Regions from separate parts of the Gossypium hirsutum genome. Here region 1 is linked to region 2. The links are chromatin contacts, called in public Hi-C maps. All regions are on one chromosome and are shown on one strand. Each heading gives the region's core, a stretch centred on a gene start, on an enhancer-like site or on the middle of the called end of the contact. The rest is flanking DNA. Distances are from core to core; before and after follow the strand shown. Region 1 holds the start of LOC107938339 (protein OBERON 4). Region 2 has its middle 12 kb from the start of LOC107929054.

Region 1 (5,170 bases), core at 721-3,220, 59 kb before region 2:
AGTATAGCAATTAAATTTCAAAATTATGAAGAGGGAGCTGGTCATATTTTAACCAAAAAATGGTATGAGAAAAAATCAGATCGTTGCATTGAAATTGACTTCCCAAGTTTGGAACACGAGTCTGGGCTCTAAAAGCCCATGTCTCTTGACCATGCGCGTCGCTCACTTAACTTACACGTGCGCTTTTCTTTCTTTTCTTATCATCTAATTTCGGGAAAAACAAAGAAATAAATATTTTCATTCATTATTTTAAATATCCATTTCCTTTAATTAAGTGTCCATATGAATATTCCACAATTAAGCAAAGAAAAAGAAAAAGGTAATTTTAATAATGACGTGAAATGTCAATGTCAGTCAAACCTATTCTTCTTGCAAGTTGCAACAATAGTTTCAAGTGGTAATATAAAAAACGTGTAAACCCTAAAAGAAACTCGTCGCTGTTCTTCGGCACATTTCGTAAATGAGTCAGATTCTCGACACGTTTCTGGTAAAAAATCTAACTTTAACTTTCTTAAAGATGCAGACTGTTGAAAACTCAGCTACCACTCACGCCTAATACCTACACCTTATTTAAAATGCTTTGTTTTTATTTTCTTAAAAAGTTTTCAGTGACATGACATGACTGCAACCACCAATTTACATGTGCCACGTGTAATGTAACATTCACTTTCCTACCTTTTTTGCCTTTTTTAGTGTTTCTCGAATTCACCCAATACTATTCATTTACAAAAGGTCAAATCCTTTAAAGGGTGTCCATGTATTATGAGTTTGGACAGTTTAGTCCCTCTATTGTAATTTGATATTTTTAATTCTATACTTTTTTATAAATGTTTTTTGTTTTTGGTACATATCAAATTATCATTTCATAAAGATCCGTTCATCGCTTTCAAATTCTAATTCATTCTTTCCATTGTTAGTAGGGGTAAGCTTTCGATATGCACCCATAAACAAGACTAAAAGAGGACGGCTGGTCATAACATTAATTGATCTTCTTACTAGTTAACTGATTTTCCATAGAAAAATGATAAACTTGAAAAAATAATAAAAGAAATAATTAAGTCATAATATGCCAAAAAAACATAAAATACAGGGACCTTCCTAAAATTTCACTTTAAATATGGACTGATACATTATTGTATTGAGCTCCAAAAAGGAAAAAGAAGAGTCAAAAGAGCAAATATTGTTCAAAGGCAATGAAAATTATGCGAAAAATAGTCAGATGAAGGAAAGTGATTGGTGGTTGCAAGAGTTTTGACAGCTCCTGTTTGCACACAATGGTAGCCCTGCTAGAAAAAACAAGCACAGCACCACTTGGACTTTGCGTATCAAAAGTCCAAAACTCTCCTCCTTTTCATTAGTTAAGCTGCGTTGACTCTGATAAAGGCTATTATTGCTCTCAAGGAAAATCAAAATTCCCTTCATTTTTCTTAGGGTAAACTTCCTAATTAGTCACCTAACTTTTATAATATTTTCATTTTAGTCATTAAAATGCAATTTCGTAATCCAACTTTTAAGATGTCTTCAGTTTAGTCACCCAAACGTTAAATTATCAATGACAAGTAACTTTACACGCCAAATTATGTTTACAGTTTTATTTCGATTACGTAACTTCTAGGTTATTTTCATTTTGACGACCTAGAAATTAAGTGACCAAAATGAAAGTATAAAGATGATGTGGTATGATTTGATGTGTATGTCATCCTTCGTTAATATTTAAAGCTTTCTTTTATTCTAAATAGATTTTACAATTGAGTGATTAAAATGAGAATGTCTTAAAAGTTGAATAATGAAATTATAAGAATTTTTATATGACCAAAATGAAAGAGCTTTGAAAATTGGGTGACCAATTAAGGAAGTTAACCCTTTTTTCCTTACAATTCTTCCCATTTTATCCCCCAACCAAACCCCAAATTCCCACAACCTTTTTCCACCTCACCTTTTATTACCAACAACTGGGGCGCATACGTAAATTCACTCTCACATTTGGGCACAAAGTTTAATGAAATTCCCAAACTTTCCTCTTCATGTTTTAGAAGCTTTTCTCCCCCCAGAATCTCAAAAAACTTAGGGCATTGCGTATCGTTTAATTAAAAACCTGGATTTCCTCATCATCACTAGTATTCTTCTTTCCTTGAATTGCACTTTGGGCAATTTTTGTAGCCATTTGGAAGCTTCCCCTTTTGTTTTATTTTATTTCCTTTGTTTTTTTTTTGTTACATTTCTCCAAGGTTTTGCTTTCAAGGTCTGCATCCCGACGAACACTGTGAGCTTCCCCTGTCATGGATGTGAATTCGACATGAAATTTGTGCAATTCTCTAGGTATTCATATTTAAAGGCTCAAAAATTATTTATTTTCAAAATCCTCTAAAGTGAAGACTGCTTGATTTTGGGCACAAAATTAGGGTTTTTGGTTTTCTGTAATCTCTTATCATATTGTTGTTAGATTTTTTTTCTTTCTTTTCAGCAAAAAGATATTGCTTTGATATACCGAAATTATGAAGCGGTTGAGATCGAGCGACGATCTCGATTCTTATGAGAAAAATGCTAGCAAAGAATTGAATCAGAATCAGAATCAGAACAGAAATCGGTCATCTTTTCACCGAAGCAGCAGTAGCAGCGTTGGCTTTTACTACAAGCCGTCTTCAACCTTTGATAGCAATTCCCGGGCCAAAAGCAATCTGATCTCATCGTCTTTGTCTCGTTATGATAGAGATCGGTCCATGGCTGATGAGGATAGCAGCAGGGAGAGGGAAAGGGAGAGGCTGGTCCGGAAGCGATCAGAGCATGATTTTGATAGCTTTGATAGGCGAAAAGCAGGGTTTGATCGGTACAGAGAGAGTGGTGGTGGTGGTGGTAGTAGTAGTAGCCTTCATAGGTCGGAGAGCTTCTGCGGACCTCATAGAGAGTTTCCAAAGGGGTTCCGGTCAGAAAGGGACCGAACTCGTCGTGAGAGTGTGTGTGGGAGCTCGTGGCGAAGGTTGGGAATTGATGACGTTAGAGGGAGTAGTAAGGTGCAACTGAGGGATGTTAGGGATGTGAGCTCACCTACAAGGTCAAGGGATTCTTTGGGGGCAGGGAGGGTTGTTGGGGAATCAAGGGAAAGGGAAGATTTGAGGAGGAGAAGCACCAAGGCAATGTCTACGTCAATGTCAAGGTCGCCAACATGGTCACGGGATTCAGGCAGTGAGCAGTCTAAGAGTGTTGGTGGTGGAATTGATGAGACTAGAGGTAGTAAGGTGCAACTGAAGGATGTTAGGGATGTGAGCTCACCTACACGGTCAAGGGATTCTTTGGGGGCAGGCAGGGTTGTTGGGGAATCAAGGGAGGAGGATTTGAAGAGGAGAAGCTCCAAGTCGAAGTCTAAGTCAAGGTCACCAACATGGTCACGGGATTCAGGCAGCGAACAGTCTAAGAGTGTTGGTGGTGGTGGTGGAGAGGAGAAGAAGAATGAGGAAACCCTGGTGGAGAATGGGACTAGTAGTGAGATGGAGGAAGGTGAATTTGATCCTGAACCTCAGGCTAAGTGTGAAACTGATTTGGCCACTGAAGCTGGAACCGGAAATGATGGGAAAGAGTCTTGTCAGATAGAAATGGAGAATGTTGAAGGTGGGATGATTCCAAATGTGGAAGCTTTAGAGGAGGTTAATGAAGAGGGGGTGAATAAAAGAGAAGGTGATGTGAAGGATGATGGTGAGTTGCAAGATTGTGGACAGAATCTAAATGGTGGAACTAATGAGGTGGTGAATAGAAGAGAAGGTGGTGTGAAGGACAATGATGAGTTGCAAGATTGTGGACAGAATTTAAGTGGTGGAACTAGTGGTACTGGGGATAAGATGGATGATGTGGCTGGTGGTGAAGTTGGAAAGGAGGAAGAAGGTGTAAAGGTTGGTGGTGAGAGTGAGTTAGACAGTGAAGATGCACTTGCTATGAAGTCATCCTGTTTGGAAGGGATTTGTAAGGAGAATAAAGGGATTAGTCTTGAGATGCAGCTCGAGGAATGTGAGGCAGCTGAGTCTAATGAAGAAGTTGCGGAGGAAAATGGTGAGCATAAAATAAACATGCATGTGGTCGAGATAGGATTGAGTCAGAATGTCAAGGATAAAGGGAAAGGAGTTGCTGTTGAATCTACAAATATTACTGATTCTGCAGCAAATGGGGTATGGAATGAAAGGGAATCAAAAGCTACAGATCTTGAAACGGAAGGGCCTTCTAGGGGTTTTGAGTTGTTTTCTCATTCTCCTGTTAGGAGAGTGGAAAAGCCAGAGCAGCCAGGTGCCAATAAGAAAGAAGAGAAATTGGCATTTGAGTCTCTTGATCTTTCTCTTAGTTTACCAAATGTCTTGTTGCCAATTGGTGCTCGAGAAACAGATGAGGTTCCTGGCTCCCCTAGCCACGGGAGGAGTGTGCAGTCTTTAACAAATACATTTCGTACCAACTCTGATGGGTTTACTGCATCTATGTCCTTTTCAGGTTCTCAGTCATTTTACCATAATCCAAGTTGTTCTTTGACTCAGAATTCCATGGACTATGAACAATCTGTTCACAGCCGTCCCATATTTCAGTGTGTTGATCAACTTTCTCAGGGAGCATCGCAGTCTCAAATGAGTCTCGGCATAAAGACATTCCCATGTTTCAGAGAATTTTGATGAATGGCAATGGGTCTTTCAATCATTCTTCAGAATTACAGGGCAATTCAAATAGTCAGGCTGTGCAGGCACCAAATATGCACACTTTAGATGGAAGCTCAAAGATTCCCAATGTACTTGAGCAGCAGTTAAGTTTACAGAATGATGTCAGGTCTCCTTCACAGAGTTTTGGGTCTCATGAAATCGCTTCAAAGTACAGCTTTGAGAATAAGCGAGGCGTGAGAGAGAAGCATGGAGGTAGCTTATATAGGAGCCGTAGCCAGAAAGAGCAAGAAAAACTTCTGCTTGGTGGAGCTGATTGTGCTGAGACTGTAATGAGCAGTATTGTTTCTGAGCCTATCCTTGTTATGGCTAGGAAGTTTTATGAAATGATGGGACAGTCAGTTGCTTGTCTAAAAGACAACATTCACAAGATCATGTTAGATGCAGGTAAGCAGGGACAGCTACGTGCATTGCAGGAGGCCCTACGGAACCGATCTGATCTAACCCTTGAAATGCTGCTAAAATCACATCGGGGTCAATTG
Region 2 (5,458 bases), core at 1,694-4,193:
GGAGAAAATCAGGAAAAGAGGACCATCCAATTTGGTCCACAATCCACTAAAATCATCCTTTATTACTCCAACTCTCACAATCAGGGTTAATTCCATCCTAGCTTCCTAATTTATGATTTATCTTTTAAATTAGCCTTTAAATTTTGAAATTCAACTCTTTTTTCGATCACGTTTCTTTATTAGTACAACTTATTGATGCGCTTTCAAATATTTTATTAATCATATCCAAACTTTAATAAAATATTATTTTATTTATTTTTATTTTTTAAAGTCAAATCACCTAAAAATGAAAGTTAATATTTTTTAACTTTGTTCATGTAGCATTTAATTATTTTTTTAAAAATTAAAAGATTTAAAAATTACTTTTAAAATTTTAAAAACATTAAAAGTATAAAAAATATATTTTTTAAAAATTTTAAAAAATTAGTTACATAGTGGTAAGTCATCTATGTGGTAATACACATATATACAATGTTAACAAAGTTAACAAATATTAACTTTTTTTTATTTATTTTGGGTTAATTTGCTAAAAAAATACAAGTTCAAAGGTTAAAAGAGAGAGCTAAAATGAATTTATTGTAAAGTTTAGAAGGCCAAAATAATCATTATGCCTTAAAAAAAATCACATTAGATCCAAATTTCATCTAACATCAAAGCTGCTATAATTACCCTAAAAGATTTTTGGATAGACGGTAAGTATAATGCGTTTAATTTACTTTTTGTCTCATGCTATATTTTTTAATATTATCAGCACTGATGTTTTTATATTATAGATCGTACATCTAAACTCACGTTAAAAGTTAAAATGATGGTGGAATTAAGTATGTTTGAAATTCAGTGTAGCTTCAAGATTTCTCAAAATGTTGGCGGTGGCCAACTATCCTACTCCTACCCCTACCAAATTAAATTAGTTGGGCATTTGAGTTAAGAAGGGTTGTTGAAGTTTTCAAATTTGGGGAAGGTGATGAGATTATTGGAGTTTGAATTTTTTATTGAGATTGTCGAGATTATAATTAATAAATCTAGGAATTTAATTTAAAGTGGAAAACAAGTTGAGCTCATTGCAAAAATCCAGGCCTTGCCATACAAGGCACAACTGTGTTTTCCATGTTTACAGCTAACTTGCCAATTGTGTTCCTATTGTGACAAAAGCAACCAAAAACTGGTTTCATAGTAAAATAAAATCATTTTCATTGATTGAGTTTAATTTCATCGTTTATTTTATTGTAAAAGGGAATTTGTTAAAAACATAAAAATAAATACCCAAACGAAAACATCCAAGTAATTATCTCTTCGTCAAAGGGAAAAAATAATAAGCTCCTTCACGTCAGCACCAGCAGCACTTGCCTTGGGACCGTAAAACCCCATACGCGTCGAGACTTCTCTCGTGACGGTGTCAACGCCGTAGTGGTGGTGGTGTTCGTCGGAGTTAGCCGGTGGGTGATAATACAGGCGAGCAGTCTGGGGGCAGTGAGAATGAAATCTTGCGACTATTCTCACCCCTGCATCCAACATCTCTGTGTACTTCCCCATTACTTGTATCTCTATATCCTATAAATTTCTTCACAAAAGAATGAAAAAAAGGAAAGAAAGAAAGAAGGAAAAAAGAAATAAATGTGGCGCTAAAAAACGTCCCAAGGTAATGCTCCCATGTAACGGGAAAATGGAATTTGATGTTTGGTGCAAGAAAGAGGAGGCGGCCTTTGATATTTATATATTCAGAAATGTTTGGTTTAATGGTTTCGGGGTTCTTTCCTTTCGGTTTCAAGCCAGCTCACATTTTCCACGCTATTCCAAGTTAGGTGGAATGAATTTCAATATCTGCCCCTACATTTTACTATATTTGTGATCTTAGTCTGTAATAATTTGTTTTCATTTAATTTTAGTATTCTTCTACTTCACAAAACAACAGTTTTTGCTCCTCATGATTCATTACTCTCTTTCTACTTCAATTCTAGTAATTTAGTCTTTTTATTTCTTCTTTTCTGATTTTATAACTGAATATCAGTTCACCACACCGGTAAAGGATTCCTGTAAGAAAAAAAAGTAACCATTTTCTTTTTTCTTCTTCATAATAATATTGCATGATATTATTAGGGGTGACCAAAACTCGATTCGATTTTGAAAAACTTGATAAAAAATTCAAATTTTGAATTAAAAAGTTCGAGTTTTTTGAGTTAACCAAGTTATTCAGATCAATTCAAATAAAAATTTAAGTTTTTCGGTTTAACTTGAGAATTATACAATTTGAATTATCCGAAATCTGAATAAGAAAAGGCAAAACTATGTTGTTTTGATAAATATTTACTCATTAAGCTAAAAGGCAAAATCATTATATTGTTTATGTACTAGATAAATAATCAATCCATATAAATGCAACATTAAGTATAAATAATAGGATTTATTAACTCAACTCGATTTGACTCGAAATTTTTTGACTCGATTTGATTCAATTCGAAAAAAAATTTAAATTAAGTTCGATTGCTAAAACAGGATTTGTCAACTTGACTAACTCAAATTTTTTTTACTCGACTCGGTTGAATACTCATTCCTAAATATTATAACCCTAATTTTAAAAACGGAAACCTTACGGTCCTAGATTCAACCATTTTTATTGTTTATTTGATCCTCTACATGTGCAACATTCACCATTAGAGAAATTTCTTTTAATGCCACACTATCCAATTTACGAAAATCCTTTTTTAGTTTCCATGCCATTATGTTGGAGCTGCAAAATAGTGTTTGTTTTTGGAATTGAATGAAGAAAACTGTTGTAGAAATTAGTGGAAAGAGTGGTTTAGAAAGAAAAAAATAAAAATACAAGGACTTGAATGCAATATTCATTTTTTTTTGTCATTTTGCCCCCAACTATATCGCATAAAGATCACCAATCCGAGCAAAGTGGGGACAGAGTCAGAGACAGGGAATCGTATTTAATGATAAAGTCAAATAAGGCAAAAGGCGCGTCAGATAACGAAGTCAGACAGTCATTGAATTTATGCGCGGCGTGGATACTTCGCCGCGGGATGTTGTTCCAATTTTCTAATTTTGCCCTTGTGATTTTTTCCTAATCATCTAATCGCCCTTCATTTTTCTATTATTTATTTATTTGTAATTTTATGGTTACCTAGCAGGATGATCACGTGGCTGACTGGTTCTACCGTGGCTTGCCGTTGCCCCACCAGCCTATTTTGTTTTTTTATTTCTTAAAATAATCCAATAATAGTAAAAAAAATAATTAACAGGAGCACTGTTTCATACATTTAAAAAATGTTAAAATTTTATTACACAAATTTTCAAGTATTATTTTGTGTCACAAAATTGTTTGGTACTAGTATTATATCCCCGCTACGCAGGGTGTTAAAATTTTTAGTTTAGTTTTAAAATTTAATTTTAAAATAACTTTTTTATTAAATTATAATTCTCTAGAATTGAATGTGTGAATTTTAAATCAAGAGACCAATTAATGCTTAGATGAATTATTTTAAATATATCATTTTAAATCAAGAGGTGAATTAACTATTTAAATACATTATATAAGAATAAACAAAAAAAATAGCAAGTAAATAAATTATTATTATTTCTTTGATACAATATTAGGAGTAGGGGATGGGGGTTACAGGATTCAAACCTGTGCTAAATAGGTGTGAGCGTTCGATCGAGTCGAATGAAAAAATTTTGAGTTAATCGAGTTGAAGAATCATATTTTATCATCCTAATTTGATTTGAAATTTTCTCGAATCGAGTCGAGTGAGATGGAATTCGAATCAAATTGAATCGAATATATTTGTTCGAGTTAAATTTTAAAAAATAATTTTGGGTCCTTGTAACTACTGTCACCCATCGTAATAAAATTTGTCCACCGTAATCAATTTTTTTATTACCTTTCATCACCTCATAATTTATTTATTAATCTTTTATATACGGGTTAGCTTCTTTGCTTGTTTAGTTGTTTCAATTATCTTCATATTCTTGTCACTATATATATTTGGAATTTAAAAATATATTAAATGTAAAAATGTGATTTTTTAATAAAAGTTATTTTAAAGATAAAATGTGAAATTGATACCGATATAAAATTTTAACACGAATATTTTATAGCATCATTAATAATTCAATTTAAATATAAATATTCAATATGACTAAACAATTCAATAATATAAATAATATAAAATATGAAATTTAATTTAATAATATAAATAGTAGATATAAATAAAATTATTACTATTTGTGTTTAGGGATTTTTTTTGGATAATTTTAATTTTTTATTTGGGAGTAAAGAGTGAAAAGTAAAAGTTTAGGGGGAAAATAAAAAGTTTTAGAGAGTAAAAGTTTAAGGGAAAGTAAATAGGGGAAGTAAAATTTTGGAGGAAAAATATTTAAAAAATAGGGGGGATGGGTTTGGGGTAGATGAGGGGTGGGATGGGAAAGAAGTAAAAGTTTTGGGAGGAAAGTGGGAGGGAGTAAGAATTTAGGGGGAAAATAAAAAGTTTTAAGGGTTTTGGGGAGTAAAATTTTGAGGAAAAGTAAATGGGAGAGTAAAATTTTAGTGGAAAATGGATTTTGGGTAGATGGGGGGATTAGGATAGGAGGGGAGTAAGAGTTTTGGGGGAAAAGTGAGAAGGAGTAAAAATTTTGAGGGAAAGATAAAAAGGTTTGGGAGTTTGGGGTAAAAATGTAAAATATTATAGTTTGATATTTGAATTATTTGAATTATTCGAATTTGAAAACTCAACTTGATTCGAACTCGAAATTCGAAAAAAAAAGTTTGAGTTGACTCGAATAATTTGATTCGTTTAACTCGAAATTTGAATTTGTTTTTATTTGTTTGAGTCGAATCGAATTTTGCTCACCTCTAGTGCCAAACAATCGTCAGACAAAAGCTTTAACTACCACTCCATTCTAATGAAGACAAATAAGTTATAATTTATAAATCTTATGGAAGAACATGATAAAAATGGCAACAATGACAATGGTAAGTATAGTGGTAATAAGAAACCATAAAATGGGAATATGAAACACAACAACCATCCAAGGGCAAAGGGAATGAAAAGAAGCCAATACAATGCTTTTTATGTTGTGGTTCACATATGATGCGAGACTGTCTAGAGTGATATAAGATATCTATGATTAGTAAAAAAGAGAAAGCGGAGCCTGATGAGAAAATGGTATTGAGGCTTGAATCAATAATACTTGATTATGCGAAAACAAAGAGGGATGATAAGTAGAAAGTGTTGATGTTTGTGGACATTAACATCGCAGGTTGAAAGCGGGGTGCTCTTGTTGATACATGAGCATTTGACGTGGGTAAACTTCGTCTCTTAGTTAACAAATTGACTAAGACAATCAAGACTGTTAATTCCAAAGAATTCCCAATCGTGAGAGTAGCATAAGGAGTTGAGCTACAGATTGGAGATTGAAAAGGCAAGGAATGAGGTAATTCATTTAGATGATTACA

What was found. A called contact is a pair of places that touch in the nucleus more often than the background predicts.
Region 1: a contact with region 2 is called in a Hi-C map of leaf, with 2.3 times the contacts expected there. The contact joins the promoter of LOC107938339 here to the enhancer-like site in region 2. A contact is called at or near these places in 10 of 34 Hi-C or Micro-C datasets (anther, fibers, hypocotyl and 2 more).

Annotation. Positions count from the first base shown.
Region 1 is chrA08:107,918,845-107,924,014 of Gossypium_hirsutum_v2.1, reverse strand. It overlaps LOC107938339 (protein OBERON 4), which reads left to right and starts at 1,970. Exons shown (of 3, transcript XM_041074366.1): 1 at 1,970-4,598; 2 at 4,601-5,170. The coding sequence starts at 2,496.
Region 2 is chrA08:107,860,731-107,866,188 of Gossypium_hirsutum_v2.1, reverse strand. No RefSeq gene overlaps it. Among protein-coding and RNA genes, the nearest start is that of LOC107929054, 12 kb to the left of the region's middle. Within about 2 kb of position 2,943, at least 9 of the 9 cell types and tissues checked have an H3K27ac peak or open chromatin away from gene starts, as enhancers often do. A contact at or near this core is called in fibers, hypocotyl and leaf, where this site is marked.